Linked DNA regions of Manis pentadactyla: region 2 is linked to region 1. The links are chromatin contacts, called in public Hi-C maps. All regions are on one chromosome and are shown on one strand. Each heading gives the region's core, a stretch centred on a gene start, on an enhancer-like site or on the middle of the called end of the contact. The rest is flanking DNA. Distances are from core to core; before and after follow the strand shown.

What was found. Hi-C and Micro-C count contacts between places; a contact is called where the count stands out from the background.
Region 2: a contact with region 1 is called in a Hi-C map of blood, with 2.6 times the contacts expected there. The contact joins the promoter of CCDC83 here to the promoter of LOC118923329 in region 1. A contact is called at or near these places in 2 of 3 Hi-C or Micro-C datasets (blood and skin fibroblasts).

What each region holds. Positions count from the first base shown.
Region 1 is chr9:29,554,674-29,558,166 of mManPen7.hap1, forward strand. It overlaps LOC118923329 (proteasome subunit alpha type-3-like), which reads right to left and starts at 1,949. Exons shown (of 1, transcript XM_036906987.2): 1 at 956-1,949. The coding sequence starts at 1,853. The coding sequence ends at 1,086.
Region 2 is chr9:29,844,062-29,847,554 of mManPen7.hap1, forward strand. CCDC83 (coiled-coil domain containing 83) reads right to left here and starts at 1,587. Exons shown (of 10, transcript XM_057507164.1): 1 at 1,103-1,587. The coding sequence starts at 1,197.

The DNA of each region.
Region 1 (3,493 bases), core at 699-3,198:
TTGGCCAGACAGACTTCTGGGACTAGAACAGTCTCATCAGCAGAATTCTGGAATTTGAAGAAATGCAAAGTCAACTGTGCGGCATGTACCTGCTCTCAAATGAAGACTGTTTTCTTGGACAGAGCTGGCCCTCGCTGAATTTAGGACCAAGTTGCTGGAGATGCTGACAGCCATGGCATGAATCTAGACCCTGGAAAAGTGTTTAGTCTACAGGAATGAAAGACACCTGTGAATGACTTAGAGCAGAGAGGCCAATATTGTAAATGCTTAGTTTTGTTAGTTCACGGTGGTGTTTAAGTTCCAGTCTCTGGGAGGGCAGGCAGCCCGCACAAAATGTCAGAATGTCCCAATTTTAATCTTATTTTTTCTGCATACATTCAGAGAGTGTTTTTGTTTTTTTTTTTAATTTTCAGCTCTTTTCTCTGTTGCAGCTACAGGAGTCATATTATCCTAGCATGCCATCTGATGTTCTATATGAAGAGACCTAAGGGTTCTGACCCAAATGATCTCTTATTCTATCATTTATATACTTCTAACTTTTCTTATTTAACAATATTTTGGTCTCATCACAAAATTCATAAACGACAAATGCAAAATATTTGAAACACAAAACACAATGTAAAACAAAATTTATCCATAATTCTACCAAAGATAAGCATTATCAACATCTTGATGTAGGAACTCTCATTGTTTCTTTCTATATATGTACTTACTTTAAAACAAAAATCACCATAACAGTCTGTTTTGTAGCTTTATTTTCCTTTTACTAATCTATCTGTGGCAATCTTTAAATGTCAACAAATGATTTACATCAAAATTTTTTCTTTGTATGTAATTTTTTATTATACAAATACTATCTGTGCAGTGTTGTGAGCTTAGAAAATGGAGAAAAATTGTACAGAAGGAAATAAGTCATTTAGAATCCTATCACCCAGGGGTTAATTTAGTCCATATCTTTTTTTTTTTTTTTTTTTGTAGCAAGACAAAAATTTATTGAAAATTGGTCAGTGGTATGTCATAATCCACAGAGCTAAACAGTTACACGGGACTGTATTAGAAATTTAAAATTAATGCTGAAGTGTATGTTACATGTTACCGTCATCTGATTCATCTTCTTCCTTCAAGGATTCCTTGGCATATTTCTCTGCTTCTTCCCTGATATCCTTTGGAACAATTTCATGTCTTCCTTTAGTTATTTCACCAACCCAGCTGAGCTCTAGTTCAAAAGCTTTATCCTTAACTTCATCATGTACTATGTAAATTATTTTTGCAACTTCTTTAACAACATCACGGCAGGTCATTTCTTTCATCTGAAGCTTTTCTATTTCTGTCTTTGCAGCTTGCCTGGCTTTGCCAATGGCACAGCCCCAATAACCATACGAAACTCCTGATGGGTCAATCATGTAGAGTTGTGCACTGTCATTCACACTGTAAGACCCTAACATGAAACTGCAGCCAAAAGGTCTAACAGCACTGTAGAGTGTATATGCATGAACGTACATGGCCACTCTGTCTGCAAGATGTTTTAGTGGAATGTTATAGCCAACGTTAGATCTAAAGTTGGAAGCTTCTTCTCTTGCAATGTCTGCTAAAGATCGAGCATCTGCCAACAAACCTGCTACTGCCATTCCAACATGCTGATCAACATTAAAAAGTCGTTTGTTGGAACCTTCTTCATAAAGCTTAGAAAGGACTAATTTTTCTACCCCAAAGACAACACCATCTTTACATCTGATTCCAATAGCTGTACTACTATTTTCCACAGCCTTCATAGCATATTCAACTTGAAAAACTCTTCCATCAGGAGAGAATGTAGAGGCTGACAGGTCATACCCGGTGCCGATAGAACTCATGGCGCAAAAATCAGCGGGAGTCGTAAGGTTGCCAGGCCTAAAGCACACCCCTTACCCCTCAGCATGCACACTAGTAATGGGCTCTTTCATTGGCTGCTCTTGTAACCAATAGCCTTCTTCTCTGCATATATCTTGGCAGTCTGTTTTTTAAAGTTCCATAAGTAATAAGTAAATGTATTGTCACCATAAAATTTCAAATAATACAGAAGCATTTTAGTGTTTTTTCTTTGCATGTAATAAATGAAAATTGTTTTGTTGTTTCTTTGAGAAAATTTTTATTTTTCATTCATACATATTTTTAAATTAAATACAGAACAGTATAATTAAAATTAAGTAAATAAAATTATAAGTAAAATTAAATATAGGAAAGTATAAAGAAGGGATAAATTGCAAGCCTGAAATCAAGGTGTTTGCAGGACCACTCTCCCTGTGGGACAGGGCTCTGCAGGAGAATCTGTTGCTTGCCTTTTCTAGCTTCTGATGGCTTCCCACATTCCCGGGTTTGTGGCATAATCACTGTTATCTTCAAGGCTAGCGTCTTCAATTCTCTCTATTCCATCTCCACAATGCTTTCTCATGTGTCAAATCTCCTGCTTCTCTCTTATGAGGACACTTATGATTGCAAAGGACCCACCCAGATAATCCAGGACAATTTCCCCATCTCAAGATCCTTAATTTAATCACTTCTGCAAAGACTTTTTTTCTAATTAAGGCAACATTTGCAGGCTCCAGGGATATCTTTGGGTGGCCATGCCTGTTACAGCTGCCGTCATTAGGCGGGGATGGAAGGTTCATGAACCAATAGGAGGAAAGGATGGGGGACACTATCCAAGAGCATCAACCCTAATGTCAGTTCCATTTCCTGGGAAAAAAAAGAACACCTGCTAGCCAGTACACTGGATCAGGGAGAAGAAAAAGACAACTGCATCAAGGGAACTGAAGTACAGATTTTAAACTTCCTGTCAGTGAAGAGTTTGGGTGCTCTGCATGAAGGCTGTGGGTTTCAAAAATTCTAAGTTGCTGAATGCTTGACGAAGTTGTGCCTGAGATGGCAGACATAGAAAGGGAGCCCACCGCTGAGGTGCAAGGCCAGAACCAGAGGTACAGATGGGTCAAAGGACATTGGTGGGGGCTGTAGAATGAAGCCTCCGCAGAAAGACCCCTGATCTCATCCACAGCTGTGAGCAACGTGGAGGGCATTTAACAGATGGGACTTTGGCGGCACGGGGAATTTTCAGCGTTCAGCACGGGGAATGTTAGTTATTCATTAAATCCTCCAATTAAGCTCTTTGATAACCTTGTTTTAAGAGGCCTCATAAGGCCAGACCTGACTGCTTCTTCATGTGTTTTTCTCAGGAGTGTGGGAGGGAGGGAAGCAATAGGGGTGATCATCTTTCATAGGTGACTGGTGATGAGGGGACTTTACAGGAAGAGTATGCCAAACATGACTGTCCCATGCATACACCCTTCTGAAGGCTGAGTCTGTCATCCTGACTAATTTGGGGGCTGATGGGGATGGTCTATTTTCCTCTGACAGTGACAGAGCATTTGGAGAGTTTGAGCAGATGACTGTGAAGTGGTGGATGTGGGTGGGGACAGTTGCTTCACCCACCTTTCCCACCAAGAGCAACCGTAGTGGA
Region 2 (3,493 bases), core at 337-2,836, 290 kb after region 1:
TCTCTGCACTTTCCTGCCCTCAGCTGCCTACAAGGCCACTGCCATTCATTACTACTCTTGCTCTAATGAATTTCTTCTTTACCTACACTCTTCCTACCTGCTTGAAAATTCTTCCTTGTTCAGAGTCAAGAAACCTCCTCCATCCAGGTTGAAGTTTCACCTGGAGCACAGGGAGAGACCTGCCAGATGCAGCTGCCAGGCAACACTCTGACTGCATCAAGTCCGTTAGTTATACCATTACACAGCATCCTACACTTTTCTTTGATAGCACCTTAATTATAGCTATGTCATTTTTTTTAAAAAGCTTCAATCAGTTGTTTAACATCTGTCTCCCATGCTTCATTGGGGCAGGGACCATGTGGTGCTTTGCTGTACAGTTGTCTTCCAGGACCCAGTACTTACCTTGTAAACATTCAAGTAGATATTCAGTAAGTACATGAATGAAGTACACTTTTATTTGGGAAAAGACTGACATGTATTCATTCACTCACTAAGGATTACACACAACTCCTACCCACACTGAAAGTTGAGGTTCAAAAGCTCTCTAGGGGCTTACTATCCATTAGTTGGATAAAACAAAAATATAGGTGTTACATCTAGTTTGTCTCTAGCTCCTGAGAATGAGACATTAAGAAATATTATTATTATTGAAAATAATTCTAAATCATTTGGATTTGATCTGTAGCCATTTGGGATAATGCCAATTGGAATGTCTAGAACGGGAAGAAATTTAAACAAATTTCCTCTTTTCCTTTTCTATAAATGTATGCTAACTCTTCTATGTTGTATTTTAAGAGGTAAGCTAGCAAGCTGTTGGGTATATATGGAAGAGTGGCCAGTAATACAGTGGGAGGAGAGAGAGAGCCAAAACTACTTAGAATGCTGTTTTATAGCTACTACTTGGACTATTTATAGTTAAAAAGTTTCCAAAAACTTTAAAAAAATCTGAACATAGCCCAAGAGTGCATTATATCTCCTACCTACCTCCAATCCAGTTCCCCTGACAGTTTTGAGTGCCCGATTTTCCATCTGGGGTTATATGAGTCTAACAACAATTGCCATTTACATCTGGGAAACTTTGGATTTCATAAACTAAGCTTACTGATAGTCTAGAAGTGCTTCATTGGTAGGCAATTTGACTTCTTTGCGTGGCTCATCTTGAATGTCCTTTTTATTTGTTTTCGCCGTGTTTTGCATTGTGTTGCTTAGCTAGTAAGAAATATACCTGTTTAGAAAAGAGACATAGGAAAAGTAAATAAATTCTGTCTGCCCCTCTACTTGTATTAATTCAAGATAAGTTACTGCAGGACTCAATTTAAAACTGGCTTGTCCATCCAGACTGCTTCCGTCTCTCCAGACCTAACGTCCACAATTCTGGGACTTCACGAATGGAAGGGAGTCTTGGGTCTGGTGAGTTACATGTTGAGCCCAGGCACAGCATTCCCCAACCTGAAACTTTCTAACTTATTCACTCCCTTATGTTATTCATCTACATCTGTTGCCCCATCAAGCCGCTTTAAGAGCAAAGACGAATTTCTTCAGTCATTTGTTTCTCCATAGTATTTGGCCAGGGTGCACTGCATATAGAAGCAGCTCAATAAATGTCTCTTAATTTTTTTTAATTAGGCAAAACGAAAGCATCACTTACTATGAGCATCAAGAAACTAGGATCCAAAAGTATTAGGTTTGGCCAGAGTTGCTTTAAAAAGCAAATAAAAGTACATATTAAAGTGTTTTTTAAATGATTAAGAGGTTTACAAATGCAAAATAATAATAATGATGAATTATTAGCTGTAACTGTTTACCAACTATGAATTACTTTTGTATCTAATAATAAAAAATTATCAAAATATTTTTTAAGAAGGAAAATCAGGCCCACTTTTCACAGACTTTTATAGTAAGCAGGAGTACTTCATGGATTTGGTATGGACAACTAAATATTTCTCAGGTTATAGTCTTCCTTAATAGATTTTTATCTTTTAAGTTCTCATTCATCTAAAAAAAAAATCTCTAATCTGGGGACTTTTATGTAGGCAATGTTTTAGTAGTTGAGTACAGTAGAAAGAACATAACCTTTGTAATTATTTGTTTAAATGGTTAGAAACTCCATTTGGGGATATAATTCTAGTATTTCCCCACCTACAAAATTAATGCACAATAAATGCTTGTCAAATTAATAAATGGATAGATGAATTAGGCAGTTGTGTTTTAATCCTAGATGCACCACCTGTTTTTTATGTGACCATGTGTAGGTTATTTAATCTTTCTGAGCTTCAGTTTCATCATTGGTAAAGTGAGAACAAAAATCTTATTCTAGAAGCTGTTGTAAGGGCTAAATAAGTTAATGTTTAAGGTAGTGTCTGATATATAGAAGGAGCTTAATAAGTATTATGCCCCTTTAGTTAAAGTTCCAATCATGCTTCTTCAAATTCCAGGTAACTGTAAAGCAGAGGATGTCTATCTGCTGCCAAGTACAATGATATGTGTAAAGTAATCCATGCAGTTTGCACCCCTGATTTGAGTCACTGAATTGGCAATCTACATAGATCTTTAAGATGACTGTGGAAAATCTCTCTGAAATGAAAACAGTTTTCCTGTGAATAAACTGCTCACACACAGACCTCCAAAGAGGCTTAGTCTTTGTGTTTGAAACATTTCTTTACCAACCAAATATGTTTATAGTCTAATGAGGATATGTGAACACAAATATATTACAATACTTTCCAACTAAAAAGCCCACAGGTGACACAACAAAACTATTTAATACCTTAAGATAGGGTAATGTATTAAGTAGCATCTTCCCAGATATTGAAGTATTGAGACTTTCCATAACCTACGTACCAAAATGTGTCATTATACCATCACAGTTCACAGAAACTTGTCAGTTAAAAAAAAAATTGCTTTTGTTTCAGATGCAAAGTTGAATTGTCATATTATTTTGTTTTACAATTAGAATTTTTAACCTATTGCACAGAAAGATGGCATGCTGACCAGTGTTACAATAACTCACTATAAAACATTTTATTTATAAATTAAAACAAATGTCAACATTAATCTCTAATTTTCTTTCTGATTAATATGGAAGAAATCAAGTGTTATGGTTCCCATCTGTGGGACCCATCTGGTGCTTGGAGAACATGACCTCATCTTGTGGAATGACCTCTGTTACCTGGCTCTTACGTTTTCAGCTCTCTAATGTACAGTTAGTTATCTAACTGCAATTCATGGCAAAGGATTTTAATAAAATATGAGCAAAAATATGGATCCACCAAGCACAAATGATTTATGCATAAACCATACTGTTTCCTGTACTTTCCAGAAAATTAGTAAGCCAGTTGGATTGCCTGCTTTATAGTTGCATTTTTGCAATGACCTAAGGCCATCACCTCAAAATGTACTTTTGCATTTGCCAATGTTTCACTAACAATAGGGATTTCATAAACATTTACAAGGGCTTACAGTTCTTAACCACCTAGAGGATTTCTATCTCAGT